2 separate regions of the Gossypium hirsutum genome follow, and region 1 is linked to region 2. Evidence: chromatin contacts called from public Hi-C data. All regions are on one chromosome and are shown on one strand. Each heading gives the region's core, a stretch centred on a gene start, on an enhancer-like site or on the middle of the called end of the contact. The rest is flanking DNA. Distances are from core to core; before and after follow the strand shown.

Evidence for each region. Hi-C and Micro-C count contacts between places; a contact is called where the count stands out from the background.
Region 1: a Hi-C map of leaf shows a contact between it and region 2, with 2.2 times the contacts expected there. The contact joins the promoter of LOC107952075 here to the promoter of LOC107952485 in region 2. A contact is called at or near these places in 2 of 34 Hi-C or Micro-C datasets (anther and leaf).

Annotation. Positions count from the first base shown.
Region 1 is chrA02:46,988,271-46,991,652 of Gossypium_hirsutum_v2.1, forward strand. It overlaps LOC107952075 (receptor-like protein 53), which reads right to left and starts at 1,497. Exons shown (of 8, transcript XM_041085603.1): 1 at 1,103-1,497; 2 at 717-871; 3 at 299-516. The coding sequence starts at 1,278.
Region 2 is chrA02:46,674,190-46,677,687 of Gossypium_hirsutum_v2.1, forward strand. LOC107952485 reads left to right here and starts at 2,163. Exons shown (of 3, transcript XM_016887736.1): 1 at 2,163-2,658; 2 at 2,788-3,389; 3 at 3,481-3,498. The coding sequence starts at 2,163.

The DNA of each region.
Region 1 (3,382 bases), core at 247-2,746, 310 kb after region 2:
AATCTATGGTAATTGAAACATAACTTAGCTCATCTAGTTCTTACAATGATTTCAACTGCGAAGAAACTCACTAACACAATTTAACAACTGATACACCCAAGTTCTCATCTAAATGAAGTACGTACAAGAAACAGTATTTACCATAACAAAGTTCACAGACTCCAGCAAAACTCAAGAGGCATAGATGCTCAGTAATTTCAGAAATGATTATGGATTATTGCATCCTTCAGCCAATGATAAAATATAGAGTAACTTTTCAAGCAAGAATACAGAATATGTACATGTAAAGAAAGAATACCTGAAGAGACTTCAATGCGGAATCTGTAACAGGCAAACCACCCAAGTCTAATACAGACAAATTCTTAAGTGATGCAAGCAGCGCAACCCCATTCGCAGTTACCCCAGTCTCTGAAATCCATAACTTTTCCAAAGTTGAAATGGATATAAGGTGTTTAACGCCAGCATCAGTAACCTTCATGCATCGCGAAAGGTCCACCTCCTTTAGACTAGTCATCCCTAAAACCACGAAAGAAAGAAAAAAAACTACAAATTTTTAAAAGATATTGAGCTTATCAATATGAAAAAAAAAATGAGCTTTGATCTCCATTTCTTTTAATAGTTATTCTTTTAGTGCATCTAAAATAGCTTCATATTCAAACAGATAACTTCTTATAATTTCTGTACATTTTTAAAAAATGAAAAACTCAAAAACATACCTACTATGGACCAAATAGCAGAATTATTAATTCTGTGACAATCACCGAGATTAAGTAATCGTAGATAACGAAATGCGCCTAAATACGCCATCCATTCCGCATCAACAGAATTCTCTCCTCTAAGATCTATCTCCTCCACACTATATTTGAACACTCTGCATTATCAAATGAAATGAATAATCTACTTCAACAGGGACCAGTTAGCAAAGTTTCAAAATTAAACTGAAAAATAAATAAAAATACATAAATTCCAATTCACAGCTTATTCTTCTTTGGCAGACAATTCAGATCTAGTTTAGAAATGTAACATCTAACAATTGAGCTAATAGAAAACAGAAAAAAAATATAAGAAAAATTGAAGTGATAATGAAGGAATGTTAATGTACTCGAGCAAGGAAGGGAAGAGAAGGCGACGACGGAGGAGGTTCCGAAGCAGAGACTGAGAAAGGTGAGAAGGCAATCGCTCCAGAGTTCTTCTTTGTCTCCGCCATTTCTCCACGCTCTCTTTGCTTTGGCAAGCTGCTTCTATACATCGCCGAATCAACTCGCTCTCTTTCTCCATTTCCGTTCGATTTATTACTTTTTTTTTGTCGAATTTGATAAATCACGCTCTCGTTTTGCTTCTCTTTGATCTTTCAATCCTTGAATCTAAGAAAAGATAAAGTTCAAAGTCAATAACTATTTTAGGCTTTTTGGTTTGCTTGCCCTTCACGAACTGTGAAATGTGGAAGAAAGTGGAATGATTATTTTATTTTTATTTGTTGAATGGATTATTAAAAGCGGTGCGGTTAAAATTCGCGTTTGAACTCGGCTCAAAATGTAATCGGTCCAAGATTTTTGACATCTGTCTAAATGCCAAAACGAAGCGTATAAGCTCCCCAGGATAGATAGCCAGATCAATAATAGTGGTAACTGGTAATACTTGGATTATGAATAATAATATTAAAATATTTTATAAATTACCAACGCATGCAATAATAAAACATATTGAATTTCTAAAAAAAAAAACATGGAATCGAACTTTAGAGACAGATAATTACGAATGCTGATCATTGATCATAATAGGGAGGATAAACAATATAATTTTTCTTTTACAAATTATGTTTATATTAAATAATAAAATATGGATTAAAATTAATAAGATGTTAAAATATAATATAAGTCGTTATACTTTTACTTCTATAAATTTAATCTTTACACTTTTTAGATTTAATTGTTAATTTTTTTTAAAATTTATTAATGTAACATTTTAAAATAAAAAATTATTTAACAACCATGTAACTATATAAATAATATTATACTGAACCTGAATTAATATTCAGGTTTAGTGGAAAATTAGTGTTGCAATGAAAAAAAATTTAATTCTTGGAATTTCATTACTTTGGAAGTGCAATTTTTTACATGAAAAATTCTAAATTTTAAAAATTAATAACAACAATATTTATAAAAAAGAAATACCTTAAAACTTAGAAATCATTCAATCAGAATATAAAAACAAAAACAAAATGCACTTGCGAGGTGTGCATGGGTCGGGCTAAGTTGGGCTCAACTAAAAATTTTAGCCTGTTTGCTATGCTCGAGCCCGGCCCAACCCTAAAAATGTGCCTAAAGTTTTTTCTAAGTTCTACCAAGATAAAAATGTTATAACTCAGGCCCAGCCCGGCCCCCCATATTAATTTTTATATTATTTTAAAATATATATAATACATCAAAAATACTAAAAACACCAAAATAAATATTTCCCAACAAATTGAAAATAAAATTTCAAAATATGTATACTTAAATAACACTATGATAGATACAACTTAACAAGCAAATGCCTCTAAAATAATAACAAAATTAACAAATATTTTTAAAATAATAATAAAATTAACAATAAAATAAGTTTTATACAATATCCAAACAATAACAACAAAATAGTAGCAATATAATAGTAAAATGGTAGCAAAATAGGGAGAAAACAATAAAAAATAATATTAAAAAAATTATCCTTTAGTGAATTCAAGCCGGCTTGGACGAAAAATGTCTTACTCGAGGCCCGACCCATTTTTAGACGGGCCTTAATTTTTGTCCAAGCCCATTTTTTAGGCATATATTTTTGCCCAAACCCTCTTACATTTCGAATAGGCCTTCGGCCGGGCCAAGTGGCCCCACCCATGAACAGGCCTACTAAGTGCTCTCTCTCAATATCCTACATAAATCAATGGAAAGTTTTTTTAAATGAACTCTAAGATGTTGCTAATAATCATGACCGATTTAGCAAACCCTTTAATGAATAGAAGATTAACAGAAAAATTGAAATGAGTAGGTTGCAGCTATTGCATTTGGGATGATGCTCAAATACCCCATGAATTCCAGCCATATTCAAGACACTTAAGAGTACACTCATCCCTAAATATGATTAGGTATGGAAAAATGGCCCCCCTCTCAAACTCTTTTGCACCATACTAGACCCCATTTCTAGCCACCGATTATCCAGTTCTTGAATCGACGAGGGAATCCAACAACTCTCAGAACTTGGATAATGAAATTCCAAATGTCTTTCTAAGGTACATCCATGAACCAACTCCCGAGCCAGTAGCAAATTATCCACAAGTTCCTTCCATTAAAGCACTTTGGCTATTAGAGATAAGGCTGGGTAGACACTTGATTGTTTTATTGGAGGA
Region 2 (3,498 bases), core at 913-3,412:
CGACTATTGGGAACACCATAAATGAAATAAAATGCAAAATTCCAAGATTTAGATACTTAGCTTTCAAACATATCCCTAGAAAAGCAAATGGAGTGGTGTACAGACTGCCGGTTTGGGGACGACAGTTCGACTCGCCAAGATTTTAGGTGGAAGAGATCCCTTCAGGAGTGGGTCACCTTTTAAGTGAGGTTAGAAATGGAGGATAAGTGTTTTTGGACAATAGGGTTGAGTACTGAAACCGGAGGAAAGGCAAGGCTTTTGGGAATCCGAGAAATCTCAGCGGTTTGTGAGACTGGGGAACATGACAAAGTATAGAAAGATTTGGGTCAAGGTCAATAGAATCTCACCTTGAGTAGTATCTGATGCAAAGGAAAGGAAGATTAGGGGAGGGCTAAGCCGCTTATTAGGGTTTCTTGTTCTCTTAGGAATCTCTTTAGGTTTGTTTGGTTTCTTTTTTGTTCTATTGCTTTTACATTTATGAGATTAGATTTAATGTAATTAGGGCACGATGCACTGCCTATCAGAGATCATGGATGAGTGAAATATGGAGGCCATGTAGATTTCTGTTTTTTGCTTAGCCTTTTCAATTGAATGAATGTATCAGGTCATTTTAAACTCAAAATAAAAATATAAAAAAAAGGTAAAGAGTTGAAGTAGAATTAGACATTTATATTTTAATATATATATGCGTGGGAGGGGTGTGCCCCCTGTAATTGGAATTTCAATAGGAATTACTACCTTTTTAATTCTGTTTCATGTTCTTTATTTTTTCTTGCGCAATATTGCGCAAGGCCCTTTCAATTTCATTTTATTTTCAATTAATTTTTGTTAAACTTTTAATTTAAAATTTATATTTAGTTTTAGGCCGGTAGAGAGTTAATAAATTCGTAACCACACTTAAAAACTTCCGTATTGGTATTTGTTATTTTTCTAATTTAAGATATAAGTATCATCGTCTTATAAAATTGTATTGATATCAAATTAAAAAGAGCTCATTAATTCGGTGTTGATAAACATAGAGTTGGAAGAAGTGATATGATCGTCTATCATATTTGGTCTATCGGAGAACACGTTGGTGTGTCCAATTAAGTGGTTAGTTGGATCCGTCAAAGGAAATAGCAATCAGGTTTAAACAACCTGCGCAGTTGAGGTTGTTGGTTCAAGTTAGACCCTTCTAGTTTCCAAAGCTACTGAAGAGCTAAATCATGGACACGTGTTTCGTGGTTATTCGTTAAGTAAAACTACAGAAGGATTGGTGGTCTGGGCGTCCTCATTCACTATAATCGACTTTTCAGTTAAAGGAGGAGACTTATTATCAAGTATCAGTTTGAAATCATGGCAAAATCGAGATTGAAGCTAGAAATTTCATTATATTGGTTTATTTAATTTAACTTCTTTTATGCTTATTTCTATTGTTATCTAGATTTTAATTATTTTTACCTTTATCATATTTAAATCCATCATTTTTACTTTTGCACAAATCGTCACATGTTGTGGGCATAATAATTGTCTGGTGCACAACTTAGTTAAACCGAAACAACAATTTTAGATATTCTAATCTCTGTAGGATCGGTCGTACTCTCTATATTGCTATTTATTTATGGTTTAAACATAAAAAATATTATTTTTTATGGATTCGAAAGCCATCAATTAATATATAATTTGAGCAACTTTTATGAGTAAATAGTGGCAATACGAGAATATAATATATTTCTTAAAGACAAATTGAGTATTTTAAAATATATATTATTTAATAAATATTTTTTCTTTATTGGCTTTTTGTTAATTTTTTTATGGTAATTATATTTTTTATTTCAATGTTTTTTATTCAACTATCGAGCAAGTGCTTTTTTTTCTTTATTTTACTATTATGATTTTGGACTTCTTTTTTATTGTATTTGATAGTTTTTCTATCAATAATTAATTCTGAATACTTTTTTAATTGTGTTTGTCACTTTAAGTTCCTTACTGAAATTTAATTTTAGAAAGCCATCATATTAATATTGAACAATATTTATACCAATCATAATTATTTTATGCTATAATGATATTGTTATTTCTAAGTGTAAATTTGTTCATTAAAGAATTTGGACATTGATTTTATGTTTGAATAAAAAATTATCATAAAATTTTAAAATTAAAAAAATTAAAATTAAAAAAAAATGACTTTTGGTGAGAACTCTGGTCTTGGAAGTTCTATTGTTGAGGAATTGATTCCTAAGAAGGTCAGATTTCGGGATAAGGAAGAGGAGGCGACGAGCGGAATAATGGTCGATACGCCCTCAGATCAACTCACTTCTTGGAGAGATAAACTCGTCGGACAGTCCTCAAAAGATGTCTTCAATAGTTTGGTTGATAATGATAATATTGATATATTGGAAGGGGACGTCCAAAAGACATTTGTGAATGGCGTACCCTCCATAACTTTCTCAGACAGAATCCATCAAATCCTTGTTCAAGGCATGGATAATACTGTGATTTTAAAACTTCTAGGCCGGAATATGGGATTCACAGTTTTGCAGAATAAAATTTACGATTTGTGGAGACCCACAGCACCTATGCACATGATGGATATCGAGAATGGATACTTTCTAGTGAAATTTCAAAATAAGATGGATTTCAAAAAGGCCCTAGCTGAAGGACCATCGATCATATTTGGTCAGTATTTGACAGTACAACCATAGACGATGGGTTTCGGTCCTTCTCAGAATTTTCCAAGAGTTGTGATGGCATGGATCAGATTCCTAGCTCTTTCGAGCTACTAATATAACAGGAAAATCATTTCAGAATTTGGGGAAGTAGTTGGTAAAGTGGTTAAGCTTGATTTAAATACCGACAGCAGGACGAGGGGACATTTTGCTAGATTAACAGTTTATGTTAATCTGGGCGAACCTTTGGTATCACAAATTTTGATCAATGGTAGAACGCAAAAAGTGGAATATGAAGCTTTATCTACTATCTGTTTTCATTTTGGAAGGTATGGACATGTGGAAAATCTCTGTATTTTTAAAAGTCCTAAACCCACGGTTGAGGCGAATCATGATTTGTCTGCAACGGTACCGGAAAACCAGAAGTTGGCCATGGAAGAATCGGAGAAGAAAGACGAGAGTTACGGGTTGTGGATGATTGTTGAGAGGAAATCAAGGCATAAATTTCGTGATAATTTTCAAAAATCTGCCGAAATTCAAGAAAAGAAAAGGGAAGGATCCCGATTCAGTTGCCTAAATAATAGGGATTTAAACAATGAATTTAATGATGGAGAAGTGGCAGACTTTCAAAACTCTAAAGAGAAAGAAATTTCTCCCAGAAATCAGTATATTAAAGGCGTTGACCCGAAAATTAATAGGCTGAATGATTTTGTAAAAAATTCCAATAAGGGCAAACAAAAGGTTGTAGGCCCTAATACCGGACCAGGCCCGATTTTTAAAAAAACTGCTGGCTTATTTTAGAACCCAACCTGGATAATAATAGTGGTAACAGGAATGCGATGGCTTTGGA